Regions from separate parts of the Oryctolagus cuniculus genome. Here region 1 is linked to region 2. A link is a contact called in public Micro-C data. All regions are on one chromosome and are shown on one strand. Each heading gives the region's core, a stretch centred on a gene start, on an enhancer-like site or on the middle of the called end of the contact. The rest is flanking DNA. Distances are from core to core; before and after follow the strand shown. Region 1 holds the start of GLYCTK (glycerate kinase). Region 2 holds the start of TNNC1 (troponin C1, slow skeletal and cardiac type).

Region 1 (7,282 bases), core at 547-3,046, 160 kb after region 2:
CAGCTACCTGACCTCAGTCCCTGCCCCTCAGTCAAATCCTCTTCTGCAGAGCACACAGCAGTCCTCTGGCCACTCTGCCCCAAGTTCAAAGTTCCTCTTGGCTGAGCCCTCCTCCTCTCAGGCTGGGAGTTAATCATTCACGGCAGGACAGTGCCTCCCAGTGGACCCTCGTCCCACCCCTTTTCTACCTCCCGTACTTCTGTGCCCTCACCAGAGGCCTGTGCCCTTTCTGGCCTCCTGCCTTGCCTCTCCTCTCCTGCCAGGAGGCTGCTGGTTGTCCCACCAGCTGACTCTGAGCCCACTGACCTTCAGCCTGCCCTATTTCACTGGCTCATGGATTGGGCTGGGGAGCCTGGGAATCTGGATATGTCGGCTGGGCCTGGGCACATACTCAGGGCACACAACCTGAGGAATGCCAAAACTCAGGGTCAGTGCAGCAAGAGGTTCAGGTTCAACTCTGCAGGGGCAGTATGATGCAACCTTAGAGAAGTCCCCAGGCACCGTGTGAGGCCTTGTGTCACTGAGCCCCATGTGCAGGACAGGAACAGATGCCCTTCTACCCACATAGCTGGCCAGACCCAAGCCTGCCAAGAACACCCCTCCTGGCCGTGAGATAACAGAACAAGCCCTGGTCACACCATACACAGTTGCGAGTGCCCAGTGGCTGGAACAAAGGCCAAGCATCCTCGGCTGAGCCCAACAGTCACTTTCCCAATGGGCAGAGTAAAATCTAGAGAAGCCTTGGGGTGAAGGTTAGGAAGCTGGTCAGGGTTTAAGGACAATAAAGCGCCAAAGCATCTGTGAGAACGCATCTACTTGAGTAACGCTGCAAGCTGGGTAGGAGGCTGGAAATTGGGGTTCCAGGCTAGCACTTTCTGGGTGCCTGGGACGCCTCCATTTCTCTCACAGCATTCATTTCAAATGAGAAATGAGGCAAAACTAAGACTCGTGCTCTGCCCTGGACACCCTGAGGGTCTCTGACGATGTCCCCTGCAACACAGAATTTCACACTCCTTTACCCCACTGTCAAATAACATGGCAACCTCTAGCCTGCGTTACTGTCAGCCTCCTATGAAAGAGGGCCAGCCCTGCCTCACTCCAGCTGAGAAAGGGAACGAGGGCATCACCACCACCGGGATTCTGAAAACGGCCCGGCTTCCACTGGGGGGTGGGAGGACCCCTGCCCATGAGGTTTGGGACTAAAAGTCAGTGCCTGCAACAGCTGACTTACGCAGCCCGAATGAACTCTGGACCTGTTTTCCAGAGGACAAAGGCCCAGAAGAGCCCAACTTCGCCAGTGGATAGCCTACGGTACGGGGAAGCTCAAGGGGTCCAGTTAAATTCAGATTTCACACTGCATCTCCTGTATATCCGCCAATTCTCCTCAGGAAAGTCTCTCCTAGCGTCCGAGACACTGCAGCGCAAAACACACAAACACCTAGAACAGCCCACACTCCTCTCCGCCACTATGTGGGGCTGGCGCCACTTCCGGCTTCACCCTCCACCCCCAAAACACACACCCAGCAGAGACCGGAAGTGACGCATTCCCCGGGTAGGGGCGGGGCTCTCGCCAGAGAAATGCCGCCGTGTAATACAGAATGACTCAAGGAATAAAGGCCCGCCGCCTCCTAGTCCTATGGCGCCCTGGCCAGTGACTGCTTCTGCAGCGGCAACTTACCGCTTTATAGCTCCTGGCCGCGGCCTTCGGAGCAGGAACCGGAAGTGCTTGCGGGGGGCGGAGCGAAACCCGGAAGTGTGGCGTCGGGCAGTCTGCCTTGGGGCGGGTTTAAAGCGGGTGCAAGATGGAAGCTGCGGTGGGACTGGGCGCCAGGGAAACCGCAGTGGGAATTAAGGCTTCGGCCGGGAATTATGACATTGGCTCCCCACTGACCACGAAGAGACTTGCAAAGAGTCACCTTCAGGCCTGAGTAATGGTAGTGCCAACTCCCTTCTCACTTGTGTTTAGTGACCCGTCATCTTATTTATCCTGGACGAAGCAGTCGGCAAATGCGTCCCTAAACTTCCGTTAGGTGCCAGGCGCTCGGCAGAGCATATGGACCCACAGCCCACCCCGGACCATCACATGCAGCCGTAGCTCAGCAGGAGCGTTCTGTTCGATGATCTTCGACCACAAGCCGCATGTAAACACACATGACCCCTGGACCTTTGTCGCTTTCCTTGTCACCCTGTGTCCACCCTGAGCCAGGCTTGATGCCTTCCCACAGACAGGACACGGGTTCTGGCCAGATTATCAAAGCACAAGAGTACAGTTTTCACGGGGAAATGGGGAAGGAGTTGCAGCACACCTCACAGGACAGACTTCCTAAAACTTACCAAAACCCGCTTCCCCATACCTGTTCCCTTTGTCAGTCGCCGCATATCTCAGTAGGTCAGCAAAATACGCTGTGTGCTGGTCACGAACAACACCCCACCTGGCTTCCAGCTCTCTCCCAGGGTTTTTCTTCCCCTTTATAATACACAACCTTTTATTCCCACTCCATCATCAAAATGAAGGTACCTCCTCTGCTTCCTTAACTGTTTAATGTGGAGGAGATTGTAAATACCACCAATTCATAGTTGTTCCTTGTGTATAGCAAGCTGTCTTCATCCATCCATGCATTATTCATCCCATTATTCAACATTTGAAAAAAGGACATTTCATGAGGTTTTTTTTAATTCCTTTTTTTTTTTTATTTGACAAATAGAGTTAGTGAGAGAGAAAGAGAATGGTCTTCCTTCCGTTGGTTCACCCCCCAAATGGCTGCTACGGCCGGCATGCTGCACCGATCCAAAGCCAGGAGCCAGGTGCTTCCTCCTGGTCTCCCATGCGGGTTCAAGAGCCCAAGCACTTGGGCCATCCTCCACTGCCTTCCCGGGCCACAGCAGAGAGCTGGACTGGAAGAGGAGCAGCCAGGACTAGAACCCGTGCCCATATGGGATGCTGGCGCCGCAGGCAGAGGATTAGCCAAGTGAGCCACAGCGCCGGCCGAGTTTTTTGTTTTTGTTTTTTAATTTCTTTTTACTTTATCTGAAAGGCAGAGAGAAAGAAAACTGTATTGCTAGTTCACTCTCCAAATGTCCACAACAGCTATAGCTGGACCAAGCCAAAACCAGGAGCCTGAAACAATCTGAGTGGGTCTCCCATGAGGTCGGCAGAAACCCAAGCACTTGAGTTATCATCTGCTGCCTCCCAGTGTGCACATTAGCCGGAAGAAGCTGGATCAGAAGAAGAGTGGGGACTTGACCCAGGCACTCTAGTAAGGGATATGACATTTAACCACTGTACCGCCGGGACCTCTACATAAATGTAGAACCAAATGCTGGCGCTGCTGGGCTAGGCAGGAAGTGGTACTTTTACTTGGGAAGCACTGCTTCTCTGACTGCATCCTCACACTGTTGCTGGGAGTGAAAATGTGTGCACCTCTCTGATTAGTTAGCAATGGAAACTCTCACAAAGAGGCCGGAGCTGTTCTGTCTGTTAACAGGAGACTAATTGTACCCATTTTAAATCCTTTGTCACCTTAGGCTAATCACAAAATAAATGCATTGGGCAACAGCAAGGTTTCAATGCCCACTGAACTGTGAATTTCTCAGTCTAATTCATATTATATTCCTACTACCCTGTATACCCAGGCACAAATAGAAGCTGGAATGTCTCCTTTTTTTTTTCTCTTGAAACAATTTTAACAGAACAGTGAAGTGTTCAGCTGCTAAGTGCTTACAGTGCCTGGGCAGAAAGGGCTTCATAAAAAGAAAAGACTGTGGTAAGTGGAAGCAGAAGGCTCTATGAAGCAATGGAATTTAGCGCTGAGAAAACAAGCGTCCCCAGAGTGTGTACTCACAGTGTCAGAGTGGCCATAAATATGCCAGCAGGCTTTGTGGAGGGCACTTCGGCAGTGAACACCAGTATAAAAAGTGTGACAGGCAGTTTCACCTCAAGGACGGAGTTGTGCGTGTGGAGAACATGGGGTAGGGGAAGAACTTTTCTCTTACCCCCTTAAGTCCAGTGACTGAGGCCCTGTAAATTAAGCTGACAAAACACAGATTATCGGGAGGGGAAAAGATTGATTTCACTTGCAGTGGAGGGCCTCACAGAAAGGAAGTGAAAACCCTGAAGTGGTTAGACTTGAGAATGTGTATACATTTTTAACAAGGAGTGATAAACTGCGGGGACCTGACAGGGCAAAAAGGAATTTGAGCCTCTAGGAGCGGTATTTGTGCGAAGGTAAATAAGAGGGGATGGTGCTGGAACATAAGCACTGTTTTAGTACGGTTTGTTTGTACAGATTTGGATCAGTGTCAATTGCCTGTCTCCAATGATAAGAATGTTTTCCTCTTACTGGTACAGGGGAGAGCACCTTTCTGATAAGAAATTTAGGTCCTGCTTTTAGTAGAAAGGGGGAGGGCAAGGAGTCCTTACTGCATATGCTATTTCCCAAAGGCCTTCAGCTCAAAAATGACTCTGATGCCACGGTGGCATGTTTTGGAGTGGCATATTCTGACTTCCTTCAATAGATATGAAAAGATATTCTGCCCAGAGATTTTATGAGCGTTAAGTCATCTAAATATCCACTAAAGCATGGGAATTTGGCCTAGCAGAGTTCGTTACTGAAATGCCTGGGTTCAAAACCCACCTGCAGCTCCTGACTCCACCATCTTGTGAATGCAGACCTGGAAGGCACCAGGTGATGGTTCTAAAGATTGAGTTTCTGCTACTGACCAAGGAGACCTCAACTGAGTTCCCAGTTCCTGGCTCTGGCCATTGCAGGCATTTGGGGAGTGACCCAGAAGATGGTAGCATTGTGTGTATGTGTGTTTGTCTGTGTCCCTGCCTCTCAAATAAATTAACAATTTTTAAGAATACAGATAGGAATAAGGCCTGTGCTGTGGCAGCCGATTAAAGCCCTAGCCAGCAGCACCGGCATCCCATATGGCTTCAGTTCAAGTCCCAACTGCTCCACTTCCTATCCAGCTCCCTACTAATGCACCTGGGAAAGCAGTGGAGGATGGCCCAAGTCCTTGGGCTCCTGCACCCAAGTGGGAGACCTGGAAGAAGCTCCTGCTTCCTGGCTTCGGATTAGCTCAGCTCTGGCCATTGCAGCCATTTGGGGAATGAACCAGCAGATGGAAGACCTCTCTGTCTCTACCTCTCTCTGTAACTCTGCTTTCAAATAAATAAAAATAAATCTTAAAAAAAAAATACAGATGGGGCCGGCACTGTGGTGCAGCAGGTTAAAGCCCCGACCTACAGCACCAGTATTCCATATGGGCACTGGTTCTGTTACCGGAGAAATTGGAGGGTTCTTGTCTTCGCGCAAGAAAGAATTCAGGCGTGAGACAGTATTGGAAAGTAGAAGTAGCAAAGTTTATTAGGGAAGGGACATCCATAAGAACGGATGGGCACCTCTCTAGACAGTACCTGAAGAGAGTGCTGGTCTACATTTAGGCCAGGAGTTTTTAAGGAGATGGGTCTCTGTCTTCACACATTTCCTCCTGAAACAAAGGATTTTATGGCTGTAAATACTAAGAAGCTCCTATCTGAGTTTTCGCCTGAAGGTATCAGACAGGAGGAAGCCTAGCTGGGTTCAGAGGAAGGGTGAGCAGGACCCCCTAGAGAATGGGGTGTTTGAAATGCAGGTACTGGGCTGCATCTGGGAGATTGTGGAAGATTTGTCAGGCAGAAGGGGCGGGGACCCCCACCTGGCAGGTTATCAGATAGAAGGGGGCAGGGCAGGATGCGAACACTGGGCTGCCCCTGAAGCATTATTGGGATGACTTTGAGATGTAGATGCATATGCTGTCTTCTCCAGAGGCCTTTGTCATACACACATAAGCTCATACCTAACTTCCTACCTAACAGTCCCAGCTGCTCCACTTCCAAACCAGCTCCGTACTGATATGCCTGGGAAGACAGTAAAGGAAGGCCCAAGTCCTTCCTGCGCCCACGTGGGAGACCCCAGGGGAAGCTCCTGGCTCCGGAGAGGCTCGGCTCCATCCGTTGCAGCCATCTGGGGAGTGAACCAGAGGATGGATGACCCCTTTCTCTCTCTCTCTCTCTCTCTCTCTCTCTCTCTCTTTCTCTCTCTCTACTTCTCCCTGTAACTATTTGAAATAAATAAAATCAAAAAAAAAAAAAAAGATATTAAGGGGGCCGGCACCGTGGCTCACTTGGTTAATCCTCCACCTGCGGTGCCAGAATCCCATATGGGTGCCGGTTCTAGTCCCAGCTGCTTGCTCCTCTTCCAATCCAGCTCTCTGCTGTGGCCCGGGAAGGCAGTGGAGGATGGCCCAAGTGCTTGGGCCCTGCACCACATGGGAGAAAGGGAGGAAGCACCTGGCTCCTGGCTTCGGATCAGCGCAGTGCGCCTGCCGTAGAGTCCATTTCGGGGGTGAACCAATGGAAGGAAGACTTCTCTCTCTCTGTCTATAACTATACCTGTCAAATTAAAAAAGATATTAAAAATAATATTACTATTATGAAGACTGAAGTGTTTCTTTTTTGATGCTGTCTTATTATCGCTTCTTTGCCTTTTGGCTAAAATCAAGTGAAGTGTTACTTTTAAAATGCTATTTTATGAGTCAAACTGTTGAAAACACTCAGTTAATGTAGAATAATCTTTACCTGTTCTTTAAGCAAGGTGAAGGGAAGAAGGTGTACCCACAGTCAGACCCATGTTCACCCTGTTGCCTTCCTTCCTCAAACTGGATACCGAATGTGGTGGTTGATACACAGCTGTTCTCCAAGTCCAGTTCTCTCCCCTTCCCAGGCACTTCCCGGCCCCCTTGTGGTTGAATGGAGTCCTGCCGCTAGTTCTGGCTAATCAATTGCCAGTGGAAGTGGGTCATGTCTGGGCATTGAATTGCCCATGTGACACCTTCCTCAGCGTTTTTTCCCTCGGACCTGGTGACATTCAACACGGTGGCCTCTGCCAGCCCGAGACCCTGAGTGACTCTGGTGGGAAGAGCCACGCTGCCACCCCACGATGGATGTACACTGAAAGGGAAACTTGCGATGCTTCAGGCCTCTAAGAGGTGGGGGTTTTGGTTACTGCACCATAATTTAGCCTCTCCTGGTGTTACACTTTATCGTCTTGGAACTTAGTTTCAAGTGCTCCAGAAATCAAGACCTGTATCTTAAGAAGCTTGATCTACTCATTTGTTGATGTCAGGTCTTCTAAGAAGTGTCTGTTCATCCCCTTTGGCACTTATCTTGCCAACGGTACAAGCAGGCTTAGGTCACTGCTATTGATCACTGTACACTCTTTCATGAGGTATATAACAA
Region 2 (7,093 bases), core at 2,728-5,227:
TGATCTGAAGGCAGGAGCCAGGTGCTTCTCCTGGTCTCCCATGCAGGTGCAGGGCCCAAGCACTTGGGCCATCCTCTGCTGCATTCCCAGGCCACAGCAGAGAGCTGGCCTGGAAGAGGGGCAACCGGGACAGAATCCAGCGCCCAGACCGGGACTAGAACCTGGGGTGCCCGCGCTGCTAGGTGGAGGATTAGCCTAGTGAGCCGTGGCGCCGGCCTCCACCAGTTCCTTTCACAATTACATTAATAGGCTGCTTTAGCAAAGAAGTAAACTACAGGCAAGCAGCCTATTTTGCCTTAAAACTCATGTGTGGCGTAACAGGAACTTGACCCCAGCGCCCCAAGCTGAGACACAGGCTCACAGGTTACCTTTTCATGTAGATCATGGAAGTCGCTGTAGCGGTGCTTGACTGTCCACTCGTGGCCGCCATCAGTGACCCGGATGATGTAAACCTAAAAGGGGAAAGCAATAGCCCTAGTGGCCGGGGGAGCCAGCCCACAACGGGTCCCTCTCCCCACAGCGATGACTTCAGGGCCCTCAGAGAGCACCCTGCTCCTAAATGGCCAAAATTAGAGACTGTCCTTGTCCAGCGGCCTCTGCACTTGACCCCTGTTGAGCAGGGCATCCCTCTCTCAGACCCCGAGGCTGGGAAGCTCTGGAGATGGGCCTGTGGCTCCACCCATCAGTGAGGACTGGAAACGTGACTGTACAACGAGCCACCTCTCTGGTTCACCTTCTGCTCCCAGTGAGTTCAAACCCAGCCTTAGCTGCAGAGGCCACCCCTTCCAGGCATGCAGAGCAGGGCCACGACCAGCGAGATCAGTCTCTCTGCCGTATCTCTTTCCCGGTGCCCTGTCTACCTCCTGGAAGCAAATCCTTTCCCCACTTTTTCAACTGGTTCACGGCTATGGTTTCTGGCGCTGAGGAGGAATCAAGGACCAGGAAGCTTAGGGGGAGGCAGTGGCAGGCAACGGCGCCCTAACAGGCAGGCAACGTGGCTTTCCATTTGGGAAGACCTGGGTCCAAACCCTGGCTCTGCCATGTCCTGGCTGTGGCTTATGCATCACTCATGTAGGTGAATCGGAGCCCAAGTTCTGAGCCTCAGTTTCTCCCTCTTAAACTCTGGTAGGTTTAAGCAGCAAGGAAGTTCTCATACAAAATGCTGCCAACAGGGCAGACGTCATCCTAACGTCCAACGAGGCAAACCCAGGGACAGATAATGAGGGGGCCGGCAGGGACCCTCACTTCCCCTCCACACACTGAGGGGCTCAGCCCGATATGGAGACCGCCTCATGCTGACTGCAGCCCACAGAGGAGGGACAGCCAGTCCTACCCCTCGCCTAGCGGGGCCCCAGTCCAAGTTTCCTGCCCTTCTCAGCGGCAAGCAGGGAACTGAGAGAAGAGTCACTTCAGCTTAAGCCCGTGGCTCCAGGACCCGCCCCAGTGCCTCTTCCCACCCCAGCCCCCAAAGGAGAAAGAGCCAGAGGAAAAGTCACCAGGGAGGGGCCTTAGAAGGTGGACCAAGAGGGTGGGCACAGGGGCAGGGTCAAAGCCCCCCACCTTCCAGGAACAAAGCACAAGGCAGGAGGTGCTCACTGCATCCCAACCCAGGGCCGCTTTTTGCCAGGTACCCCACCAGGCTCATGGCTTGGCACCTACCCTCCCCTACTCCACGGTCAGAAATCAAGCCCCCTTTCTGACCTGTCTCCCCTGTGGCTTGGAAGTATGTGCCAGGGCTTGCTGCCTGCCCCACCTCCGCCTACAGCCAAAGCCACGGGGTTATCCCACGGTTTCTGGATCCGCGTTCAAGTTCTGAGACCACCCCCCATTTCCCCACGGCTGGCCTCCACCCTTCTCATCTCCACCAGATCCCCAGGGTCCCCTGTATACCAGTACAGCCCCTCACTTCTCAGAGCACATCTCTGCCGCCATCCCAGCCAACCCCCAGCAAGCCCCGCCCCCTCTCCTTCCCCGCCGGCAGGGCCCTGGTCCTTAACCCTGATTGCATCCATCACGGTTCTTCCCCACACATCCCCTTCCCTCTCGGACCCCCTGACAAGGCTCCCCCCACTCCACGGCTACCACCCTTCCAGGCCTAGAGGATCTAGAAGGGGTCCGCATCATCTGGACAGCCTCTCCCTCCCCAGAGCCCCTTTATTCCCAGATCCTCCCTAACCCAAGTCTCCTTTTCTGATCGCATACCCTTTTCCGGAACCCTCCCTGCGGACCTGCAGAACCCAGACCCCTCCCCAAATTTCCTATCCCAGGCCCCTCTCCTCGGAACCGCAAACGCCTCCACCCACTCCAACCGGCCGCGGGACCCTGACCCCTCCTCATGCCTCCTCAACACCCTGACTCCGGCTGCCACCCCTGGTGCGGGTGCCCACGCCCCCAGCACACCGTATACGTGTCCACGAGCTCGGAGCCCACGACGCGCGCTTCCTTGGCCGGCTCGGCCTCCCGCTCGGGCCCGAAGCCGCCCGCCGAAGCCGCCATGTTCGGGGCTCCGCCGCCACAGCCGCTCGGCGCAGACTGGCAGCAGCAGGGGGCGGGGTCAGCGTCCCACCGCCCCCAGGCCCCCGCCGCCCCCCGCCCCCGCCTCGCGCTGCGCCGCCATCTTGGCCCCGCTGCTGTCTCAGCCTTCGCCCCGCCCCTCGCGCGCAGTGGACGGTAGCCGCCGCCGGCGCGCATGCGCACCCCGCGGGACCCGCTCGCTCCCGGCGCCTGTGTTTGCGTGGCGCCGCGGCGGCGCAACAGAACGCAGAGCGAAGAGTCCCAGCCCTGGAGAAAGGAGGCTGGAAGGCTTGTGGCCTTCTGGGCTACGGTTCCGCCCGGCTCAGTTTCTTTCTCCGGAAAAGAGGGCAGTCGTAGCGCATCCCCAGGCTGTCAGACTCATGCCCCTCCTGGCAGGAGACAGGAGCTGGGCCCGTGACTCGGCCAGTCCCAAACCTCTCCAGGCTTGGGCATCTGCTGACCCGGTGGCCCCTGGAGAACTTAGCGAGCCCAGCACGGAGTAGTCTGCCAGCCAGGGAGTTTATCCAGCGGGAGCTCCGCAGGGGTGGGGGCGGAATCTGGAGAGGAGCTGGCATGGTGGGTGGAGGGAAGGGGACGGTCTGGCCGCTGTGCGCGAAACCCCAGGTGGTGTCCTGCCTGAGCGCAAGGTGGGGGGAGACAGGCTGGCCCTGCCCCCCCCCCCCGCCCGGGCAGGTGCCACAGTGCTGCCCAGGGGCAAGGAAGCCCTGACCCAGTGGAAGACCCAGCTACAGGTGAAGACGCTGGGAGGGGGAGGTTTCTAGGGGTGGTATCTGAGTGCAGCTGGCTCAAGCACGGGGCAAACTGGAGGCCTGGGCCGTGGCCTCTCTGGCACTTCCAGCTGAAGGGCTCCGGATTACCCGGTCCTTCACCGGTTCCATGGCACCGTGCCTTGGCATTTGGCATCTCTCCGCAGGGCCCTGCACCCCCCGTGCTGGCCTTGTCCCTCACTTGGGGAGGGTTCGCTTAAGGCAAGGGCTGCCGAGACTGCCGAATCTTGGCCAAGTCAGCACTCCTCCAGGGCCTCGGTCGTGTGCATCCCCACGACTGGGTGGAAGGTTGAGCTGCCGCATGCAGGCGTGGCCTGAGGCCTCTACCTCCCCCCATTCGTTCAAGAAAGCTGTCTAGGGTGGCAGAGCGGGGCAAGCCACTGCTTCCAAGGCTGGTGTCCCGTCTCAGACTGCAGTTCGAGTCTGGACTGATCTGCTTCTGATCCAGCTTCCTGCTGATGCGCCTGGGAAGGCAGCAAACCATGGCTCAAGAACTTAGACTCCTGCCACCCATGTAGGAGACCAGGTTGGAGTTCCTGGCTCCCGGATTCATCCTGGCCCAGATTTGGCTGCTGTTTGGGAGAGTGTTCCAGCCAATGGAACCAGCCCTCTTTCTCTCTCTCTCCTGTTATTCTGCCTTTCAAATAAAATATCTTTTAAAAAAAAAGAAGCTTTTCTAGGGAGTCTTACGTGTGGTGTGAGGGGCAGAGGGCTGCTCCTTGCAGCCTTGCATCTGCTCCCTGCCCTAGGCAAAGGACACAGGGAGTCTGGCCAGCCCGAGCTCCCCGGGACGGGGAGGGGGCGGAGGACGCTGCACGCCGCGGTGGGCTGGGCTGGGCCGGGAATGCAGAGCAGGGCTATTTAAGCCGAGGCCCAGGGCTGCTGGCAACCCCAGCAGCCGTCCTGTGAACTGACAGCATGGATGACATCTACAAAGCTGCGGTGAGGAAGCAGAGGGGCAGGGCTGGGGTGGGGGAGCCGCTGGGAACTTAGCCCAGAATGGGGGCGGGGGGACCCCCAGCAAAGTGGGGGGGACCCAGGAGAGGCCCACACAAACATGCATCTTCAAAGGGACGGTGGGTCTGGCATGGGGGGGGGTTCAGTCTAGTGGAGCTGGCAGGGTGAGTGGAGGGGGTCAGAGCCTTTGCCGTCAAGCCCCCTGTTTCCCGTGTCTGTAGGCTGTGTGCCCATCTCGGCCACATCTCTGCATCATGTCTCCGCATCTCTCAGCTCCCCTGGAGCTGCCTCTCTGAGTCTCTGTGGCTGTCTCCTGTCTCCTGGCCCTCCCTGCCCCTCGCAGCCTGTCGCTCGCACCCTTGCAGTGCCCCTCCAACCTCCACTTCCTAGCTGACTGGAACGTGGCCAGGGGTCGTGAGGAGCAGGCTGCAAGACCCGAGTCTGGGCTAGGGAAGGGGCATGGAAGCTCAAGGCAGGGAAGGACTAGGTGTGCGTGCAGGAGAGGTGGGGCAGGGAAGACGGGAACCGACAATGAGGGGCCCAGCCCACGGGTAAACTCAGGGCTCAGTGGTTTAGCTGGGGACGAGGGTCAGGGAGCAAGGGCTGGAGAGTGGTCACCCCAAGTACCTGCACCCTGCTGGGGTCACTGAGGGGCTTCAGACCCTGTTCCATCCCGGGGGGGTGACCTCTGCCCCGGGGACAAGCACATGGGAGCCCAGGCGCTGTCCCCAGGGGAACCCTCCCTCAGCCCCTTGAATGCGGCCCCACTCCTAGGCAGGGAAGGGCTATGGCTGGCTGTGGGGGTGTGCCCACCCACCCCCACCAGGGGGGTGGTGGAGGCAGCCCTCCGCCCAGTGCCCATACATGGCCTGGCGGGGCTGGGGACTAATTTTGGCTCCCTAGGCGACAGCAGTAGGCCAGGGGGCCAGATAACGCTGCCCCACCCCCAGCATGCCGAAGTCCCAGAACAATCACCAGGTTTAACTTTGTCCCCCGTTAAAAATAGCCCAGTGGTCACCCTGGTCAGGTTACAGAGGGTGGCTTTGCCCGTCCCCACCCGAGTTTTATTGTCCCAGCCTGAGGGACAGCTGTCCTTCAGGCCTCGCAGCTTGGGTTTCATTAGGGAGGCTGAAAGGGCGTTGAGTGGTCACTGGCTATTGTTACCCCGGGTCACCTTGGCCCTGGAGGGGGTGCCCACCTGTCACCCTGGCCCCGAGCCCAGCCTCAGTGAGGCCAGCTGTGTCACCTCAGGGCTTTGGGACAGGAAGGGAGGGCTGAGGTCTCTTCTTGGTGGCCTGGCTCCTGGCTTCAGCCTTCCCACCTGTGGGACAGTTGCTTCCCTCGAAAGCAGCCAAGGCCTGAGTCTGTGTCCTGAGACCCCTTTTCCTCCCTAGGTAGAGCAGCTGACAGAAGAGCAGAAAAATGGTGAGTGTCCCCTGCTGCACTGCTGGGGACAGCAGGGCCAGGCTGGGGGAGTCCCAGGAGAGGAGTCCCAGCTGGAGGCCAGAAGCTGGGCCCCCTGGCTGGCACCTCAGCGGTCTCAGAGGGAAGAAGGCAGCTTGGCAGCTGGCCCTCTGGGGTCCTGGCTGCTGAGACGCGCTGCTCTCTCTCTGTCCCCGGCCCCACCTTGTTGATGCAGAGTTCAAGGCGGCCTTCGACATCTTCGTGCTGGGCGCGGAGGATGGCTGCATCAGCACCAAGGAGCTGGGCAAGGTGATGCGGATGCTGGGCCAGAACCCCACGCCCGAGGAGCTGCAGGAGATGATCGACGAGGTGGACGAAGACGGTGAGCCCCGCCTGCCCGTCTCGCTGGGGTCAGGCCTGGCTCTGTCTGTCCAGCGGCTGTTTAGCCTGTTTGAGCCTCAGTTGTCTCGTCTGTCAAATGGGCATACTGACCACGCTCGCCTCCAAGAGGCGGTGTGAGGGTGCAGGGAGAACGTGGGGCTTGTGTCCAGGCCGCTGCCTCACGGCATGCCGCCCGCACCACAGGCAGCGGCACGGTGGACTTCGACGAGTTCCTGGTCATGATGGTCCGCTGTATGAAGGACGACAGCAAAGGGAAATCCGAGGAGGAGCTGTCTGACCTCTTCCGCATGTTTGACAAGTGAGCGCGCTGCTCTTGACCTCTGAGCCTGCCACCCTGACCGGGCAGAACTGGGGCAGTGGGCAGCCTCCAATTTGAGATGAAGGGACCCTGTGTGAGGGGGGTGAGGGGTGCCTCCGGCCCTCCCCACAAGCTGCAGCCCCGGCTCCCCCTCAGAAACGCCGACGGCTACATCGACCTGGACGAGCTGAAGATCATGCTGCAGGCCACGGGCGAGACCATCACGGAGGACGACATCGAGGAGCTCATGAAGGACGGCGACAAGAACAACGACGGCCGCATCGACTACGACGGTGAGCAGGGGCCGGGGCCCTGCCGCCGTGCCCTGCCCGGCGGCCCGCTCACTGCCTCCTGGCCCTCTCTCCACAGAGTTCCTGGAATTCATGAAGGGTGTGGAATAGACCCAGCCTTCAGCGGGAGCCGCCCAGATGCTCCGACTCCAGCTGGGGTGCCGCCGGGGCGGGGCCATGAGGGTCAGCCGCCCCTCGCCCCGACCCTGGATCCCTCCCCAGCCTGCGGTGTGAATAAAGCCTTGCCCCCCAGTGGCCTGCCTGCCTCTGACTGCCCCCTCCCGGTGCCCGCGCCCTTCCCGGGGTCTGCGCCTGCTCTGGATCCCCAGCCCCTGCTGGAAGCCTTGGAGTCTCTCAGGGCCTGTGGCCGTGCTCCACACTCTGCACACTGCTTTCTATGGCTGAAGTAATGCATTCGCACAAGCTTCTGGGACGCAGCT

Evidence for each region. A called contact is a pair of places that touch in the nucleus more often than the background predicts.
Region 1: a contact with region 2 is called in a Micro-C map of ear pinna, with 2.3 times the contacts expected there. The contact joins the promoter of GLYCTK here to the promoter of TNNC1 in region 2. A contact is called at or near these places in 3 of 6 Hi-C or Micro-C datasets (ear pinna, psoas muscle and an unstated tissue).

Annotation. Positions count from the first base shown.
Region 1 is chr10:97,416,493-97,423,774 of mOryCun1.1, forward strand. GLYCTK (glycerate kinase) reads right to left here and starts at 1,797. Exons shown (of 5, transcript XM_017343861.3): 1 at 1,679-1,797.
Region 2 is chr10:97,257,446-97,264,538 of mOryCun1.1, forward strand. It overlaps TNNC1 (troponin C1, slow skeletal and cardiac type), which reads left to right and starts at 3,978. Exons shown (of 6, transcript XM_002713240.5): 1 at 3,978-4,244; 2 at 5,654-5,684; 3 at 5,899-6,045; 4 at 6,249-6,363; 5 at 6,520-6,656; 6 at 6,733-6,908. The coding sequence starts at 4,221. The coding sequence ends at 6,764. NISCH (nischarin) reads right to left here and starts at 2,648. Exons shown (of 21, transcript XM_051852340.2): 1 at 2,401-2,648; 2 at 369-452. The coding sequence starts at 2,496.